2 separate regions of the Capsicum annuum genome follow, and region 1 is linked to region 2. The links are chromatin contacts, called in public Hi-C maps. All regions are on one chromosome and are shown on one strand. The core of a region is the stretch at or near the end of the contact, and the rest is flanking DNA. Distances in the headings are between cores, read along the strand shown.

The links. A called contact is a pair of places that touch in the nucleus more often than the background predicts.
Region 1: a Hi-C map of leaf shows a contact between it and region 2, with 2.0 times the contacts expected there. The contact joins two enhancer-like sites. A contact is called at or near these places in 2 of 5 Hi-C or Micro-C datasets (leaf and placenta).

What each region holds. Positions count from the first base shown.
Region 1 is chr7:176,252,336-176,257,183 of UCD10Xv1.1, forward strand. No RefSeq gene overlaps it. Among protein-coding and RNA genes, the nearest start is that of LOC107878043, 28 kb to the right of the region's middle. Within about 2 kb of position 1,821, at least 2 of the 5 cell types and tissues checked have an H3K27ac peak or open chromatin away from gene starts, as enhancers often do.
Region 2 is chr7:176,024,428-176,028,824 of UCD10Xv1.1, forward strand. No RefSeq gene overlaps it. Among protein-coding and RNA genes, the nearest start is that of LOC107852679, 16 kb to the left of the region's middle. Within about 2 kb of position 1,709, at least 1 of the 5 cell types and tissues checked has an H3K27ac peak or open chromatin away from gene starts, as enhancers often do.

The DNA of each region.
Region 1 (4,848 bases), core at 571-3,070, 230 kb after region 2:
AATAATGATAATCAAAATTTTAAATATTTTAGACATGATAAACATTGACGCATTATAAAATCATATTTTTCGAGCCTAGTTAATGTTTTAAGAAAAACACTTTTGTGATAAACTTTAGAATGAAATGACTTTTATATAATAAATAAATAAATTTCTGTGATAAATTCAAAATTTAGTTAACCACAGATGACCTTTATCCAAAAATATTTTAAAGAATTATGATCAATATATAATAAAATTAATTTTAAATTTCGATAAAAAAAAAAGACTAAAGAGAAATTGAGGGAGAAGGACGAAAAGGGAGGGTGTGATTAGATAGAATGTGAAATTAAGGTGGGTCTCCCATTTTAAAGTTAAATAAATATTCCTCTTTCATATTTAATGATAGTCATAATTTATTCAACATAAATTTTGGTTACATTTAACTTTTTGAATTTATAAGATAGTAAATATTTTTTTATTTTTTTAAAGGAAAATGTTAGTATAGTGTTTATACATTTATGGCCATTTTTGGGCCAAAAAATTATGGCAAAAAATATGTACTCTAATTAAATAATTTTATTAATTATTATATTTAAATTATATTTAAATAAATTTTTAATTTTTTAAGTCTAATTTGAAAATATTTCAATATTAGCAATCAAAATTCAAAATATTTTAAATATAATAAACACTGACACATTATAAAAATTACATCGTTCATATTTATCAACCCTAGCTAATATTTTAAAAAAGCGATGAACTTTAGAATTGAATGACTTTTATATAATAATAAATTTATTATTGTGATAAGTTCAAAATTAGTTAATCATAGAAGAACTTTTTCTAAAAATATTTTAAAGGATTATAATCAATTTATTAATAATCGTTGATGAACTTTTCTAAAAAATATTTTAAATAATTATGATCAATGTAGTAATAAAACTAGTTTTAAATTTTGATTAAATAAAAAAAGAGTAAATTGAAAATTGAGGGAGAAAGATGAAAATGCAATGGATGAAGTTAGGTAGGTTCCACATACTAAAGTTAATTTATAACTTTTCTTCACATTAATGATAGTGATAACTTATGCCACGTAAATTTTAGTTACATTTAATATTAAAAATTTGCTTATTTTTTATTTAAGGAAAAGGTTAGTATGACCTTTGTACATTTATGTCTATTTTATGGTCAAAAAATTATGGTCATTTAGCAAGTTCCTTTGAATATTTCTAGATATACTTTCTCCATCCCAAATTATGTGTCCCAAATTGAGATGACACATTGATTAAGAAAAATAATTAATAACATGTCTAGTTTACCATAGTACCTCTATTAAATGATATTTACAATTTAATTTGAAAAAAAAAAAGTAATTAATGCAAAGGATTAAATATGGAAAAAAAATTCGTGTTTTGATTAATGAAAAAAAACAAGTAAAGTGGGACATTAAATTAAAAAATTTGAGACGGGTATTTTGGTACGGATGGAGTATATAATATGTTAATGGCAGACAAACATTCATACTCCTACTCTTGGTTTTGTAAATTCCACCAATATTAACATTGAAAACCTTTTGTCTTTTTCTTTTTGCTTTGAAATTCCCTAATTACGTTTTTCTAGATGTTTAAAAAGGTTAGTAGGATTAACTATGATTGTCAGTGGCATTTTTTCGTGTTCTCTTTTGTTAGACGTTACCTATAAATGACGACTAAACTTAAATTATTTGGTCGAACTGAAATGTCATAACAAATTTTATTTCGGCCAACATCTTGTATGCTTTTTCTATGGTTTTATATCGATTTAACGTTAGTATACAAATTTGAATTTTATCACGCTAAAAAACACGTAAACATAATGAACACTTCTTCCTCGTTAGTCTAGGCATATACATTTAAAATTAATCTAGTATTTTCTTACAAGTCAAACTAGCATTTTCATCATTTTTCTTCTCTGCCTGATTAGGAAGTTATGTGCTTTTTAAGCCCTTTAAATATTGAGAAATTATTAATGTGTAGCTTTATCTTTTTGCTAGTAACTCCTTGTAATTTTGTTCGGAAACAATAATAAACTTCAGTATCAATTATGAAATTTAATATAAATAAACTACAACAATGATAATATTTCTTATATAGTATTATCAACAATGATAATATTTCTTATATAGTATTATCAACAAGTTACAGTAGTAATAATAATAATAATAATAATAATAATAATAATAATAATAATAATAATAATTAACAGACTACTATAATATTTTAAGTGATATATAAAATACATGAGTCATGCTAGGTATTATGTCCTAAGAAATTATTTTCGCAATGTGAAATATTTTTTCAAGATTAAACAAGCACTTTCCTAATTAATTAGAGGATACCCAAAATTAAGTAAGTCTTTCCTAATTAATTAGAAGGTACAGAATCAACAATTATGAATGATACAAAATCATCAAATTAAATGAAAAATACAAGATAACGAAAATCATATATAATTAACAATGTGAATGAAAGGGCAAGAAAGAAAATAGAAATGTGAAAAATGAAACTACTTTTTTCACGAAAGTTGAGGCTTGTAACTCTAATAGTACAAATCATGTAACTACTTATTCAGACACAAGGGCCCTTAGGCACCCTATTAATTCTATAAATTCTTAATTTATGTTATGTTAAATGAATCCTCGTTAACCAAAAGAAAAAAGGGATGTGAGAAGAGAAGAAAGACTAGAAGAATGTTTTTCTTGATATTATTAAATGAGCTTAGCAATCATATATATAGTAATAGCCAGTATGTAGGAAAAATAAAAATTAAATCTCTTTTTCTTTTTTTTATTTTAGTAATAAGGGATATTATAGCTAAAGAGTTATTGCAACATCTTAGTCTGGCTCCAAAATATAAGCATCATGGCTGATTGTTCCAGAGTTAGTTTTTCTGGTAAATTGAGTTTCTAATATGTCTGTCCAAACACTATCTAGTGCATACACAAGAGGATCTGCAAAAATCTGGATGTCTTCAAAAAATTTCCTTTTTGCTCCTTTCTTAGTCAGGCTATCAGCAACTTGGTTCTGCTCTCTAAAGCAATGGACCACTAGTGGATGCCCCAGTCTTCTCAGCGCTAATCTGCATTCATGAAGGATAGGATCATAAGGTAAGTTTCCATTTTTTTATCATGTGTATAACTTGTTTGGAATCAATATTAATTTCTATGGGTGTAAGGTTTTGGCTTTTCACCAGTTTGAGGCCTCCTAGTAGAGCTAGAAGTTCCATTCTACTTGGTCACAAAGTAATTAAAGTTCTTGACCCTCAAGAAATAAAAGAACTTGGCCACAAAGTAATTAAAATAGTTGGCCATCAAAAAATAAAAGTACTTGACCATAAAATATTTTTTAAAAAATAATTTAATTAATCTTTTAAAATATTATTATATTGACAACAATCCCCGACCATTTCAAAAGATTTGACAATAAGACTTGCTGATTTAGTATGATCAAAATGCAATAGGTTTGGTGTCTTCTGGACTATAAACCAAACTTAGACCGAAAAAATTTAACTTACAGAGTTACTGGTGAAATATAATATCTCTATGAATCAATAATTCTTATTGTAAGTCAGGGATTTTATCAATCACATTTTGATCCTCATAATTATTGTTCAACACGATTTTGCGCTAATAAGTCATCCGTGTGCCTGGTATTCATGAGAGCTTTAGAGACTAAGGCCAAAAATCTCATAGGAACCACCTCATTTCACTTCTCATATAGATGAATTCATCAAGTGTACACCATTTTAAATACATTATCCATAAGGATTATGAATTCATTAAGAGCTAATAACTCATCCCTGAATTCAAGTAGCAGTTCAAGCACTCTCAGTAAGTGCGCAGTGTCAATATCTACTTTTTATTACCCATATGAACCTATTTTGTGGAATCATCAATCACATAGGTTGGGTTACCATCTCGATTGACAATCATACTGGCCTTAACCCCATCTCTTTTGAGATTTGAAGAATTAATTTTCTTCCTACAAGTTTAGTCAGTGAATCAACTGAATTTAATTCTGACTTTACATAATCAAAGAAAATTATTCTATCTCTCAGCAACTGCTTAACAATATTATGCTTTAATTTCACATGTCCACTCGTACAACTGTAAGACTGATTCTTCGTAATAACAATTACGACTTGACAATCACAATGTATATATACGGGCGGCATTAGATCATTCCTTTTTAACAGAATATTAGATAACATGTCATCTTTTTTCAAAAAAATATTAGGCAATAGATCATCCTTTTTAAAAGGGTTATGAGATAACAGATCATCCCTTTTCGAAAGGATATTCTCTAAGAAATTTCTTAGTCATTCAGCCTTAGTATCAGCTAACTCCAGAACTACAAACTCTGATTCCATAGTTGATCTAGCAATGATCGTCTGTTTAACTGATCTTCACGATACTGCACCACTACTTAACATGAACACATAACCACTAGTGAATTTTATCTCATCTGAATCAGAGATCCAGTTTGCATCACAATATCCTTCTAAAAGAAGGAAATACACTATATAGAATACCATAATTCATGATTTTTTTTTTAAATATATCATTAGTCTTATTAATGCAGATCAATGCTCTTTATTGGGGTTATGAGTATATCTTCTCAGTCTACACACAACATATACAATATCAGGCTTGGTAAAATTCATCAAATGTACTAGACTTTTAATAATCTGTGCATATGTAAATTGGACAACTGGATCACCATTATTCTTTTTCAATTTAGAGTTAACGTCATAAGGAGTGCATACAAAAATTGCCTCCCAACATTAAAACTTCTTTAGAATCCTTTCAACATAATATTTTTGTGACAA
Region 2 (4,397 bases), core at 459-2,958:
TGGTTGGATGAAGTATTTTGCAATAGTAATATTTGTGTAAAAAAGGAAGTATGAAAGTAGTACACCTATTGAGATCTAAATGATTAGATTCAAACAAAAAATTAAATACATAATTACGAGCTAATATCTGAATAATCAAAATATCATTTTTTATTAGGCACAACTAAATGAAGCATAAAATATGTAAACACGAAAATTAATTTTTAATTTTTTAACTATTTTTTTATTTTGGTGGTCGACATGCTTGCCGGCCACTACTTGCTCTGTGATTTTATTATCACCCTAATTAATTATTATATGTGATTTATATATTATAAAATTAATAATATTTAATTAAAAAAAGTTAAACAAACATTTATGACATGTCTGCTTCAACTGCTTCAACAGTAATTTTACTATATCACATCTAATTAATTATTATAAGTCATCTAAGTATTAAAAAGTTAATAATATTTAAAAGATAAAATAGACATAAAATGATAAATTAACTCTTGATATTTTAAATTAACTTTACATCTTACATGAGACCCACTTAGATTATTTTCACAAGTATTTTTATAGCAATTTCTTTATATCATTTCTAATTAGTTACTATGAGTCTTTAAGACATGTTTGCATCGCTACTTCAATCGTGATATTTGCTTGACTCTCGAAATTATATTAGCATCACTTAAATTAGAATAGAAGAAAAAATATTATAAACAGAATAATTAAAATTTTAAATTATTTAAATAATTTAATTTTTTACGTCACTTCTTGCGCAAATATATTTCCTTAACACTTAATGAAAGATCTAAACTTTAGGTAGTGAAATTATCAAGAGAATATAAACTGTGAATAAATTTCTAAATACATTCATATTATATATAAATATGTCAATATTTAATTATGATGATTTATTTCACTAATTTCATAATGATGTAAAAAAAATTAATCTTAACATATAGCACGAGTTTATCGTCACTGGTACATGTATAAGAGGGGATATAAGAACGTATGATTATATTTGCGACTATTTATATGGATTAAAAAGATTGATTGTATTTGCGACTATTTATATGGATTAAAAAGATAATTTATGATTGTGAGTTGCGACACATGTTCAGGGTCTAATTTCTCCTTGGAATGTTTTGTTTTCTTATTATTAAAGTCTGTTTGGTGGATTGCGGTAGAAGGGGTTTGATATTAAAGTCTATTATATGTATTTTAATAAAGAGGCTAAAATTCTTATTTAACATTAGCTATAAATTGTCATTACTTTCAATGACGCTATAGGCTTTAGGAGATATATAAAGAATGCTAAAATGCAATGGTTGTCACTAATAATTACCTTCAAAAATCTAATTTTATGATAATTAATTAAGCTATTATTGTTAAATATCTTTTTTAGTGTAGTGACATACTTTCACAAGGCAGGGATCACATTGTTAGGGGTGTGCATCAATCAGTTTGATTTAATTTTATATATTATTGATTTGGTTTAGCAGTTTTTAAATATACTAAACTAATAACAAAATCAATTATTTTTTATTATTTTTTTATTCTTAACAGTTTGATTCTCTATTTAACCGATAAGAAAATTCTTATAAAACAACTATTAATTTAGCGTAATGATGTTTAATTTGTGTAACAGTAATAACTAACACAGCATCAATAAGAATGCTCACAAAATAAAATAGTAGCGGCTAACATGACATGCACCTTGTCGTGCCAAATTTCACAAAATAAGAAGTCCACTATCCTGTCCACTAACTATGCAACAATTGGACGTAATGATAAATGTTAAAAATGTCAAACATCCTCTTTATATTAGAGGTTATTGAATAATGAATAGTTTTAACTTTATCGGGTTATATGTTTTCAAGAAATTGAATAGGTTTATACTTTATGGCAATTAAAGAGAAATTAAGTGAAGGCACTAATACTAATAAATAAAAGTAGTAATTTATTATATTATTATTGGATTATCAGTTTTACCCAATAACCCAATATGAAAAAAATTAAAATTGAACCATTAACTCAATAATTTTTTTATAAAATCACAAAAAACCGTTTACCCAATAACAAGAAACTAATAGCCTTTTATTGATTTAATTTATCAGTCGATTTAATTTTTCCACACTCCTATACATCGTGTATGTTGTTGTCGTCTTGTGTAAAACTATATATATGATCAGCAGTAATATCAGTTTTACAAGACATGTAATCCACTAATTTCTTAATTTCTTGAACTCATTTGTCATTCTCCAAGGAGTCTGAAAATGACCAAGGATGGAAGATTGAAATATGATTAAGCTATTATATTGGGTGAATCTAAAAAATAGACTCAAATTAGGGTGATTTTTAAATTTTAGCCTCAAATAAAAAAGCTTCCTTAACATAGCATTTACCTATTAACTAGTATGTTTTTTGAACAAAATTACCCCTGATCAGTGGAGTAATTACATAAACAAAATGATCCTAATAATAGATAATAACTCCATATTTATATCTTTCAATTTTTATTTTTTTCCTCTTTTCAATTTTACTTTGATTTTTCTGTTTTCTTTTCTGTTTTTAGTTTTCTCAACCCTTACTTTTTTTCTCTCAACTTCTTTTTTTTTCTTTTTCATTTTATATTATTTTTATTTTTATTTTTTCTTTCCTTTTTTTTTATGTTCTTTTTAGTTTTTCTCAACCCTTACTTTTTTTCTTTACACCTTTCCACATCTACTTTTATGAAAAAAAATTTCTTTGATTTTTCTTTTTTCTTTTTTTATTTTTAAATTTTTCTCGACCTGTATTTTTATTTGATCTTTTTTTTTTATCAACCTTTATTTTTTTATTATTCTCTCTCAACTTCTACATTTTCTTTGATTTTTATTAATACTTAAGGTCATAGGAGGGGGATTAGTTTCATCAAATACAATATGCATAGATTCTTCAACACATAATGTTCTTTTATTATAAGCCCTGTAACCGCGACTGGTAGGAGAGTATCTAAGAAAAATACCTTCGTCACTTCGTGGATCAAATTTTTTCAAGTTATTCTTACCATTATTGTGGATGAAGCATTTAAAGGATGAAAGTAGCTGATATTTGTCTTCTTTTCTCTCCACAACTCATAAGGCATCTTTTTTAGAATAGGTCTGATGAGACATCTGTTGATGATGTGACAAGTTGTGCTTGCTGTCTCTACCTAAAAGTGATCTAGGAGATTATGCTCTAATTTTATGGTCCTGGCAGTTTCTTGGAGAGACCGATTATTTTGCTCCACTGCACCATTTTGTTGAGGAGACCGAGGTGATAAGAAATTCTAAGAATATTCGTTCTGGACTCAGTACTCCTCAAAACCTTATTTTTAAATTCTACTCCATGATCGCTGTGAACATAGGTGATGAGGTGTCTAACTTCTCTCTGTACTTTTCCATAAAAGATCTAAAAATGTATGAAAGCCTTATATTTATGAGCGAGAAACATTGCCCATGTAAAACGAGAACAATCATCAACAATAACGAAGACATATCTTTTTCCACCAATACTTGCGGTCTTGGTGGGGCCAAACAGATCCATATGGATTATTTGGAGGGGTTTCGTAGTAGAGAAATGTCTTTGACTTTGAATGATATCCGGGTATGTTTACCCAATTGGCAGGTATCACAGATGTGATCCTTTTCAAACTTGAGTTTTGGCAGACCTTTCACCAGTTCCAGTCAGGGCAGTTTCTCAATGATATGCATACTGGCATGCCCTAATTTTCTTTGACACAACCAAGTGTCATTGGTTTGCATAGTGAGATAGGTTAAGGTAGCAAAATCAAACTATTTAGAGCATAAATATTATCAACATGTTCACTTGTGAGAGATATCTATTTTATCATGCTTAATAGAACAATTGTCAACTTTGAACGAGACTCCAAAGCCAGTATCACACAGCTGACTGATACTAAGAACGTTATGTTTGAGGTCGTTTACGAGATACACTTTAATAAGTTCACATGAGGAGTTGAGCTTTACAGAGCCGACTCCTATGACGTTGCCTCTAGCATTATCACCAAATCTGACTGTTCCTCCTTCAATTTTCTTTAGAGCACAAAAATGTTTTTTTTTCCGATCATATATCTGGAACATTCGTTATCGATGAACCATATTCCCTTTTTATAGCTTTTGCGGACCTGTTCCTGTAAAATAAGAAAATCAATTTAATTAGGCACCCAAGAGGTCTTGGGTCCTTGTGGGTTAGATGAGCTTCCTTTAGGCCTTTGAACCCACACACTTTTAGGCTTTTGCTTGTAGGCGTAAGATTTAAGCCTTTTCTGTCCAAAGGTATAACCGACTGGTCCTTGAGAGGAAAAAGAGGTTTTGGATGATTTAAATGATCTTGATGAGGAACTTTAGTTAGTTTTAAAAAAAATTGAT